Regions from separate parts of the Mus musculus genome. Here all the other regions are linked to region 1. The links are chromatin contacts, called in public HiChIP or PLAC-seq maps. All regions are on one chromosome and are shown on one strand. The core of a region is the stretch at or near the end of the contact, and the rest is flanking DNA. Distances in the headings are between cores, read along the strand shown. Region 1 holds the start of Serpine1 (serine (or cysteine) peptidase inhibitor, clade E, member 1). Region 2 holds the start of 4933404O12Rik (RIKEN cDNA 4933404O12 gene). Region 3 has its middle 18 kb from the start of Fis1.

What was found. HiChIP or PLAC-seq counts read pairs in DNA pulled down with a chosen protein or histone mark.
Region 2: a contact with region 1 is called in an H3K27ac HiChIP or PLAC-seq map of embryonic stem cells, with 11 read pairs. The contact joins the promoter of 4933404O12Rik here to the promoter of Serpine1 in region 1. A contact is called at or near these places in 2 of 39 promoter capture datasets (3T3-L1-derived adipocytes and cranial neural crest), 7 of 115 datasets of contacts at active chromatin or transcription factors (bone marrow-derived macrophages, embryonic basal ganglia, embryonic stem cells and 1 more) and 3 of 9 other capture datasets (adipose tissue, embryonic stem cells and liver).
Region 3: a contact with region 1 is called in an H3K27ac HiChIP or PLAC-seq map of embryonic stem cells, with 6 read pairs. The contact joins the enhancer-like site here to the promoter of Serpine1 in region 1. A contact is called at or near these places in 2 of 39 promoter capture datasets (3T3-L1-derived adipocytes and macrophages), 3 of 115 datasets of contacts at active chromatin or transcription factors (bone marrow-derived macrophages and embryonic stem cells) and 3 of 9 other capture datasets (adipose tissue, liver and pancreatic islet).

The regions. Positions count from the first base shown.
Region 1 is chr5:137,070,716-137,074,034 of GRCm38.p6, forward strand. Serpine1 (serine (or cysteine) peptidase inhibitor, clade E, member 1) reads right to left here and starts at 1,557. Exons shown (of 9, transcript NM_008871.2): 1 at 1,414-1,557; 2 at 318-589. The coding sequence starts at 588.
Region 2 is chr5:136,917,454-136,920,772 of GRCm38.p6, forward strand. 4933404O12Rik (RIKEN cDNA 4933404O12 gene) reads left to right here and starts at 1,693. Exons shown (of 4, transcript NR_015555.1): 1 at 1,693-1,978.
Region 3 is chr5:136,941,948-136,945,266 of GRCm38.p6, forward strand. No RefSeq gene overlaps it. Among named protein-coding and RNA genes, the nearest start is that of Fis1, 18 kb to the right of the region's middle. Within about 2 kb of position 1,639, at least 13 of the 459 cell types and tissues checked have an H3K27ac peak or open chromatin away from gene starts, as enhancers often do. A contact at or near this core is called in embryonic stem cells, where this site is marked.

The DNA.
Region 1 (3,319 bases), core at 307-2,806:
CCACAGTTCTACACCATCATCTTCAGTTTCCTTAGATTTGGGGATGGAGCCCAGGGCTTTGTGTATGCTGGGGAAGCTATATCGCAGCACCAGAGTCACACAGTTCCTGTGTGCTGATTCCACTGGCTAGTATAAGACAAGGTCAACTGACCCAATAGTGGGAGAGAAAACGGGTGGTCTCTGGGCTGCGGCTGGACGTGACTAGACTCAGTGATGCTGCAGTCAGCCTTCCCTGCCTTCTCCGTTTGTTCTGGACCTGGTCTGTGAGCTCCTCCCGACCTTTTCCTCCAGCTCCCACTCCGCCCCAAGACTCTCACCATTGACTTTGAATCCCATAGCATCTTGGATCTGCCGCCGGGTTTTCCCCGCTGTGGTCATCTGCAGCATAGCCAGCACCGAGGACACGCCATAGGGAGAGAAGACCACATTCCGGTCTTTGGAGGCCTGGACCACCTGCTGAAACACTTTTACTCCGAAGTCGGTGGCCTGATGGGCTGTGTGGGATTCTCGGAGGGGTAAAGTGAACCCTTTCCCAGAGACCAGAACCAGGCCCAGGATGAGGCAAGCAAGGGCTGAAGACATCTGCATCCTAGGAAGAATAGAAGGGAATCTGATAAAGACATGTGCCGGGAAGACTGCCCGGGGGGGGGGGGTGTTGCCTCCTCAGAGTGCTCGCCTCTAGCCTGTAAGCCATCAGTGCGGTAAGTTCCATTCATTAAGACCCCACAATGCAATTGGATGATGAGATCCCACAATGCAATTGGATAACCAGCTCATCCCCTGCTGCCTCCAATTCTTTTCATCCCCCCCCCCCCCCAGAATCTTGCTTGCTATGTAACCTAGGCTGGACTTGAACTCAGGACACTCCTGCTTCACTTCTCCCAAGTGCTGTGATTACAGGCACGAATAGATGCTACTTGATGTTTTAACATAGGCTGTCCTCACTTTTTTTTTTAACCTAGGTGAATCTTAGAAAAACAGCCCCTGTGCATCTCTGATCCCTTCTGTGGGGCTAAGAGACCTTTAGACGATGATAGCTTTTGGCTTAAAGTGAGAGCTGATTCCTGAAAGTTGATCCCTGATTTCCACTCTTGAACACATGAGTACGCACACATGCATACAGATATAAATGCATCTTTCCTTTTAAAAGTAAAGTCCCTTTGCTAAACTGAGAAAGGAGAGGTTTGCTGGGGAAGGACCCAAAGACTATGTGCTGGCTTCTGGGATACAGGGTTGGAAGTGCGGTTTGACCATCTTTCCTGACCACCTGTGGTCCTGGCTGGGCTAGGGTGGACTAAAGGCTGCAGAGTTCCAGAAAAGAGTGGAAGGGAAAGGAGGGAAAACGGAGGGTGAGAGATGGAGACGGGACGTTTTTCTTCCTTAGGTGAGAGTGTAAGCTTGCCTTTCTCCTACCTGAGTATTCAAAGGTGCCTTGTGATTGGCTCTTGTTGGCTGTCGCTCAGCTGTGGTTGGCTGTGTGCTGCCGGAGGCGGGTGTGCGGCGGTCCTCCTTCACAAAGCTCTCGGGGCTCTGCTGCAGCCTGATCCAGCTGTGCTCCGTTCCCTGGCTGCTGCCTCCCTTTATACCAGATGTGAGCCGGAAATAGATGAACTCATGTTCCAGCCCCACCCACTTTCTAACTCTGGAAATGTCTGGGCTGCCCGCCGGCCCTGCCCCCTCTCCCCCTCCCTCCCTCCCTCCCAGTGACTTGCTGGGACACGTGTGTGTACGTGTGAAAGGGCATGGGGGATAATTGAGCAAACTCTGGTTCCCTTGACTGGAACATCCCTGTGCCTTTGGCTGGTCGGTCGTCTAGACCCTTGGAAGTACCACAAGAGCCTACAAAGCCTGGTGTTTGGAATTCCCTTCCTCGAGCCTTGGTCTGCTGCAACACGACCCCCTTTTTTTGGAGACAGCCATCACAGAGAAGCTATGGACCCTGACAGTGCTGTCTGCCCCTTGTGCACCCTGGGCCTACATCCAGGAAAAGTTGGCCTGGCTTTCTCTTGGGTTACTGCCCAGTGACCAGAGGGCATGAAATGTGCCCTGTGATTGTCTGGGTTCTCGTTCCTCTTGGACTTAAGCCCAATAGAGAACTTCAAGTCCTTTCCTCCTCCCTCCGTGTGCCCGCCAGGCCTGCTGTGAAGCATGTCTGACTCCCCACATGGGGCCAGACTCTCCTGGTGCCCTGAGGGCTCGCTCTTTGTGTCAATAGCCTTGTGCGGCTGGGTTTTGAGGTGTACTGGGTGGGGTGCTGATGGCTGGATTGGACCAGCCTCTTCCACTAATGAGAACAGAGGTTACCACAGAAAGCTCTGTCAAGGAGCAAGAACCAGTACAGCAGCCTGAGATGACTGAGAGAGAGAAAGAGGTGTTTTCTTAAGATTTTGTTTTTATCATTCATTCTCGGTTGTTTGTTTGCTTGTTTGTTTAGGCAGAGTATCATTTTATGTTGTCCTGGCTAGCCTGGAACTCAATCTGCAGCTTTGGCTGGCTTCTACCTCACAGAGCTCTGCCTGCTTCTGCCTCCTGAGTGCTCCGATTAGAGGCGTGTGCCGCCACGCCCAGCTTTTCTCTTCCGTTTTAATTATGTGTGTGGTGTGTGTGTGTGTCCGTTTGTGTGCGCATGTGAAAGCTGGGAAGTGTCAGATTCCCTGGAGCTGGAGTTACAGGGACTTGTATGTCATTTGTCGTGGGTGTTGGGAATGGAAGTTAGGTCCTCTACTAGGACAGTGTGTGCTTTTAAGGGCTGAGCCATCTCTCTAGGCCCCAGAGGGTGTTTTGAAGCTTTCTTTCTCTCTGGATATAGACACTGGTGGGCTGGAGCCACAGGGCCAAGGATAGAATGATAGTGAATATATATATGTATGTATGTATGTATATATGTATATGTATATGTATATGTATATGTATATGTATATGTATATGTATATGTATATGTATATGTATATGATGATGGGATTCTGTCCTTAGACCTGTGGAGGAAGAATGACTAAAGAGTCTTTTGTGGTTTTTGGACAATCTCATGGGTAGGCAGCCCAGGCTAGCCTCAAACTCATTATATAGCTGAGGATAGCCTGGGGATTCTGACCCACCTCCCTCCGCCTCCCAGTTATTGAGATTTTAGGTACACAGCACCACACCCGGTTTATGCAAGTACAGGTGCTCGAACCCAGGACTTCCAACATGCTAGGCAAACTACCCACCGAACTGCATCCGAATCTCGATGGTTTCTTTAGAGAATAAACATTTGCACAGCACTTAAGAGGGCCAGGCTGGTGCCTTTGAAGGTTGGACAGACTCAAAAGCCCTTTGTAAC
Region 2 (3,319 bases), core at 443-2,942, 150 kb before region 1:
ATTGGGAGAGCTTGATTGCAGAGGCAAAAAGATCCCAAGCCCAGAACTGGTGCTGCTTATATAGGCCTAGGAGAGGCGTGTCTCACACCCGGATTGGTTGTGCTTGGGTTATGTTTACCACCTCATTTGCATGCCTACATCTGATTGGTTAACCTCTCTCATCTGATTGGTTAATTTTGGTTAATTCTCAAAACCTCATCTTGGCAAAAGAACTTTACTGCCTATGTATGCATGGTGGCCAGCGGAAGCCAGCGCCACCCTGCAACGGCACATGTGGCTTCCCACAATAACCTTGAATCCCTGATCCTTCTGCCTTCACTCTCACAGGCCGCCATTACCCATGCCCAGTTTATGTGATGCTACAGATGGGAGCCAGATGGGCTTCCTGTTAGCCAGGTGTCTACCCACAGAGCTGCAGGCCTCTCTGTTGCTCTTTATACAGCCTTTGAAAGCATGCCTCTTGTTTCCAAAGCCTCAGTGTGGCCCAGGTCCACTTCAGGATTCCAGATACTCAGCCTGTGAAAATCAAAATGAGCTCCGTCTTCTACATCTATAGTCTTATCAGAGTTTTGGTCAGATTATAGAACAAAGGCCATCGTTATCCAAACCCTCTGGTCAGGTGGTTGGCACTGTCTCTTGGGATCCCAGTCTCCTTAGTTACCGTCTCTCAGTGTGTAGCAAGAGAAAGATTCATACCCAGGCCTTTCATTCCTATTGTGTCCTGGAGTGAACATTTAGTTTGAAGGTTAACTCAGAACAAGCCGTTAGTAGTTTTCAAGATTTCTTCCTACCGTATAGGTTATTGTCTTAGTTATGGTTTTACTGCTGTGAACAGACACCATGACCAAGGCAAGTCTTATAAAAACATTTAATTGGGGCTGGCTTACAGGTTCAGAGGTTCAGTCCATTATCAAGGTGGGAGCATGGCAGTATCCAGGCAGGCATGGTGCAGGAGGAGCTGAGAGTTCTATGTCTTCATCCAAAGGCGGCTAGTGGAAGACTGACTCCTAGGCAACTAGGGTGAGAATCTTAAACTCACACCCACAGAGGCACACCTACTCCAACCAGGTCACACCTCCAAATGGTGCCACTCCCTGGCCCAAGAATATACAAACCATCACATTTATGAAGTATGTATTAATCGTAATAGCCACAGGTTCCTTTGGTCTACTTTTGTGTACAACAAACCTTAAAGGAAGATGGCTGAAGACAGGCTAGCCAGGTACAAGCTCCACTTAGGATATGCAGTGTCTGAAACGGCTCCGAGGGTAAATATAAAAAAGGGACTTTCTAAATACTATTTAAGTACTTATAAGGCAAATACTGTGTTTGAATTCTCCTTAAAGGCGTGGCTAGTAATCAATGGACTACGTTTCCCATAGCTCCTGTGGCAGCTTCTCTGCATTTCCTAGAAGGCTGTTCGCCCTTTGCTCTGGCCCTGATCATCCGTGGGAAGAAAAAATGGCAATGTATTCGTCAGCATTGTTTAAGTCAAATATCGTCTTTTGTCCTTTATCGTTCCCCTAATCTGGCTTCTGCTCCTTCGCTCGCTGGCTTGCAGAGCCCAAATAATCTGAGAATAGTCTCTGTGGCAACTACAACGGTTTCTAGGGCTACTCGGAGAAGCAGGAGGCTGTCCATGCCGAAGCATTCTGGGAGTTGTAGTTCTGGTTCCTTTCCAGGCAACGGCTTGTCTTGCTCTGCCTCCTCCCACACCAGAAGTGAGCATCAGGTGGTGGCGAGCGCGTAGACAGGGTGAAAGGTGTGAGGGTTAGCGACAGATCTGCGTATTCACCTTGCTGGTCACCGGCCACCACCACCTCGGCGCCAATGAATTTTCTGTCGCGAGCCCCGCTAACGGCTTGCCGCTGAAAACTCTGGGAAATGTAGTTAGGCGCGAGCAAGCTGTCGTTAGTTGCAGGTCTGAGGCGGGAACCGGGGCTCCTCATGTGTTCGCGGCTCGGTTCAGCCTTCCACGGTGAGGATTTTCAGCCGGGAAATCAGGACAAGACCTGGGACTGGATGCGCGGGAAGCCCAGCCCTGAGCCGGGGGGTGGGGGTGGGTGGGGGCGCAGGCCACCTCTCCAGTCCTGAAACCCCCCCCCCCCCCCCCCCGGTGATGTGACTCTGGGTTAACCGTCTAGTTCCTTCACGTTGTCCGGAATAGCAGAATGGATCCTGGTGATCGGAGCAATTAGGTGCTGTCCATGGGCTGGGGAGATGACACAGGGGTAAGAGAGCTTTTGCAACCTTGAGAAACCGCTCGAATCCCCAGCAGGGAGACAGGGACACAACCAACATGTGGGATCAGAGACCCTAGCCGCCAGCCTAGTCTACCTTCAAGTTCAGAGACGGACCCTGGCTCTGGGGAATGAAGCTGGGAGTAATAACTTCCTGTGGCCCCTGCAGTTGCACACGAGCTCTCAAGCATATGTCAGCATGCATACACCACACACAATAAGTAGTGATGGGTGCTGCCACAGCCACAGCCCTCCACTATTAAAGAAGAGGGAGCTGGGGTTAGAGTCGATAAGGTACCCCTCATCCATGGTCTAGCTGGGGCCGACAGACACAGATCTGCAGTACCTAGCAGTGTTTGCCCTCGGAAGCTTCACTGCTTCCTAAGAGCAAACGCGTTGATACTCCAGTAAATGACAAGGCTGGCGGGTGCTTTTGTTTGATTGGTTGGTTTTTGTTTTGTTTTGGGGGGATTTTGTTGTTTTCTGTTTTGTTTGTTTTTAGTCTGATGTTTGTTTTGGTTGTTGCCGTATGTATTTAGGGGGAGGGCATGTAGTGGTCAGAAAACTTTCTGGGTTCAGAAATTGATCCTTTCCTTTTGCCACGTGGGTCTGGGGGATTGCACTCATGTGATGCAGTGAGTGATCACATTTACCTGCTGAGCTATCTCACCACCTATCTTGGTTTTGTTTGAAATAAGGTCTGTATATGTAACCCTAGGCTGGCTTGGAACTTATAGTCATCCTCCTGCCTCAGCTTCCCCCAGTCCTGGGATTACAGACTTTAGGGAAATCATGATTAAAAATAAATAAATAGCCAGGCTGGTTGCACATGCGTGCGATTCCAGTGCTCACAAGGTAGAGACGGGGAAGTCAAGACTAATTTGAGGCTAGCCTGATCTACATAACAAGATGCAGACCAGGCAGGGCTACATAGTGAAACCTTGTCCCCTTCCATCACTAAAAAAAAAAAGAAGAGTGGGAGAGTGAAAGGACCAGCCATGTAAAGGTGCTTACCACCGAGCCGGACAGCCTGACGTCAGAGTCAATCCCCAGCACCCACACACGGAACAAAGCAAGGT
Region 3 (3,319 bases), core at 389-2,888, 130 kb before region 1:
ACACATATGCACACACACAGAAAGGGCTAATGAGAAGCATCGGTGGGTAAGGGCACCTGTCACCAAGCCTGAGAGCCTGGCTCTGACCCCTGGGACCACATGGCAGAGGGAGGGACCCTGGTGCCTCCAAGTTGTCCTGTGACAACATGCAGAGTCAAACATAATCACATGCTCACACACAGCACACAGCACACATTTTAGAAAGTAAACCTGCCCTTGTTAGCTTTTTGTTACTTTGACAAAATGTCCGAGGTCTTCACCTAGAAGAGTGCATTCAAGCCCGGGTGTCGGCCCAGGCTCTGACTGCTTTGGGTCAAGGCAGAGGTCATTCATGTCAGGAAGCAGGTAGCAAACTAAGCTGCTCTCCTCCTCGAGTCTGGACCAGGGATGCTTGAAGTCTTTACAAGTCCGAAGTGATGGACTTCCTCCAACCAGGCCCCACCTCCAGACCCAAACCAGAGCTACCAGGACAGCCTAGTTCATCATTCTGTTAAATTCCTGTAGGTATGTTTGTTGTATGTGCTCGTGTGTGCAGTTGCATATGCCAATAAGGAGAGGACTTCGGCTGTCCCACCTTACTGCCTTGAGACAAGGTGTCACTACAGTACATGTGGGATCCCTTACGAAGTCCTGTCCCTCCACCACCCTGACCGTCCTGGGGTTACAGGCATGCAAACAGCCATGCTTAGCTTTTTACACCATGCTGGGAATTTGAACTAAGAGCCCCATGTTTGCAAAGCAAGCACTCTTGCCCACTGAACCATCTCTCCAGTCCTTAGTTCATCTTTTTCTGCCCCAGGGTTGCATGTAGCCCAGCTCAGGCTGGCCTCAAGCTATGTAGCCCAAATGAGCTCCTCATCCTCCTGCCTCCACCCCTCAGGGGCTCAGTCTACAGGTGTGCCCCTCAGTGCTGGTTTGCTGCCTGGTTCCTCTTGATTCTATTTTGGGCACAGAAAAGAACCTCTTACCAATCTCTCAGTGAGGATTCTAGTTCTCAGAATTTGACCAGGGGTCATTGCCATGGCTACGGAGATATGTGAAACTGTGCTTAAAAAAAAGAAAACCTTCTCTGTTAACTCTAGCCTCACACTCAAACAAAGGAAATCTCCAGGCCTGACAGCTTCATGGAGGGACTCTGCTCATATCTGAAGAAATATTAAAGGCCAAGCACAGTGGTGCAAAGCCACGATTCCAGGTCTCCAGAGGCAGGAGGATCGAGGCCAGCCCAAACTCTTTGAGAATCTCTTGAGATCTCAGAAGGAATTTTTTTTTTTTTTGAGATAGGGTTTTACTATGTAACTTTGGAACTCTCTATGTAGACCAGGCTTACCTCAGACTCACAGAGACCTGCCTGCCTCTGTCTCCTAAGTATAGAGTTCTCTCGAAATGAACATATAAAAGGTCTGGGGAGTTGGCCTCTGGAACAGGATGCACGCATTATTTAATATGTGTACAGTTCAACCCACAGCACTGAAGAGCTAAAACATGCCGAGCCAGCATAGCAATGCAAGTGGACCACAGCCCAGCTGCGGGTTCTCACCTAGCCTGGAGGAAACTCTGGGCTCCATCCCACCTGGTGCTCCAGATGTGGAGCCAGAGGATGGGAGAGTTAAAGGCCATCATGAAACTACTTAGTAAGACAAGGCCAGCAGCTCCTGCCTCTGCAGCATGCCTGCTGTGAGGACTGTTACCTGAGACCATGAGCCAGATTAACCTGGCTCCCCTGAGTGGCCTTTTGTTGTTGTTGTTGTTGTGGGGGGGGGGTGTTTGTTTTTGTTTTCTTTGGGGGGGGCTGGGAGTTGGAGACAGGGTCTCTGATGGTGCTCTAGCTGGCCTAGAATTTCTTATGTAGACCAGGCTGGGCTCAAACTCACAGAGATCCTCCTGCCTCTACCCACCTTGTGGTAGGTTTAAAGGCATGCAGCACCACAATAAGCTTGTCAGGGCATTTTTATCACAGAGCCAGATGACAATCCCACAAGGGCTCTCAGTGGTCACCTGCCTAGAATCCCCCAGGAGAGACTGGGAGCATGGCTCAGTGGTAGAGCCCCTGCCTAGAATCCCCCAGGGAGGGGCTGGGGGCGTGGCTCGGTGGTAGAGTCTCTGCCTAGAATCCCCCAGTGAGGGGCTGGAGGTGTGGCTCTCTGCCTAGAATCCCCCAGTGAGGGGCTGGGGGCATGGCTCAGTAGTAACACACCAGCGTAGTTTGGCCTAATTGGTGAGCTCTAGGCCAGGGAGAGACCCTGTTTCAAAGGTGGTAGATGTTGTTCTTAAAGATGATACCAGCCAGGCGTGGTGACGCACGCCTTTAATCCCAGCACTCGGGAGGCAGAGGCAGGCTGATTTCTGAGTTCGAGGCCAGCCTGGTCTACAAAGTGAGTTCCAGGACAGCCAGGGCTACACAGAGAAACCCTGTCTCGAAAAAAACCACTTTGGGGGTCTAGCAAGGTGGCTCATTGGTTAAGAGCACATACTTCTTTTTCAAAGGCCCTGAACTGGGATCCTAGCACCCACACTAGTGGCTTACAACCACCTGTAACTCCCACTCTGGGGTGAAACAGCACTATCCTCCAGTTTCTGTGGGCACTTGTGCTCCTGTGCACACATATAACTTTTCTTAGGAGATCTGTAGCTTAGATGACGTCCCTATGTCCCAGGTAGCTCGAAGGAGGACACCTGCTGTGTGAGAGGCTGAGGTCTCTGGGTGATCAGCACCCTAAGGACTGAAGCCAAGGGACCCATTGCCAGGCCAGCCCAGGCTATGCAGCAAGAGCTCACAGCAAGAGGCAAGAGCCTGCAAGATGCCTTAGCAGGTAAACGTGCCAGCCATCATGCCTGGTGACCTGAGTTTGATCCCCCAGACCTACAGAGAGAAAAGACTCCTACAAATTGTTCTCTGACCTCCATCCTTATATGCTAGCACATGCACACGTGCCTCTTTCCAACCACCCACCCACACAATAAAACAGAATAAAGGAAGAATGGAGGGAGGGGGCGATGAGTAGGGGTGAGGGCAGAAAGAAAATCCTAAATATAGTCTATTATCAGGTTCCACAATTAGGACTTCACTCTGACTTTGGGGATAGAAGGTGGGACACCATTCTGCCCGTAACACATATAAAGCTCAGGGTTTTGTTCCGTATTGAACAAAAACCTTCTAAATATATAGTAGCAGGGGGTGGGGAGCCTCATCTAATGAGACACGTCTTCGCAATTTTCCATTGCCTTCATCCCATCTTCAGCTGGTTAAATCAATAAAAGTCTCTGCAGTTTAAAAATACTTGAACAACTTTGACACTGGAGAACACTCGGTGCTTAG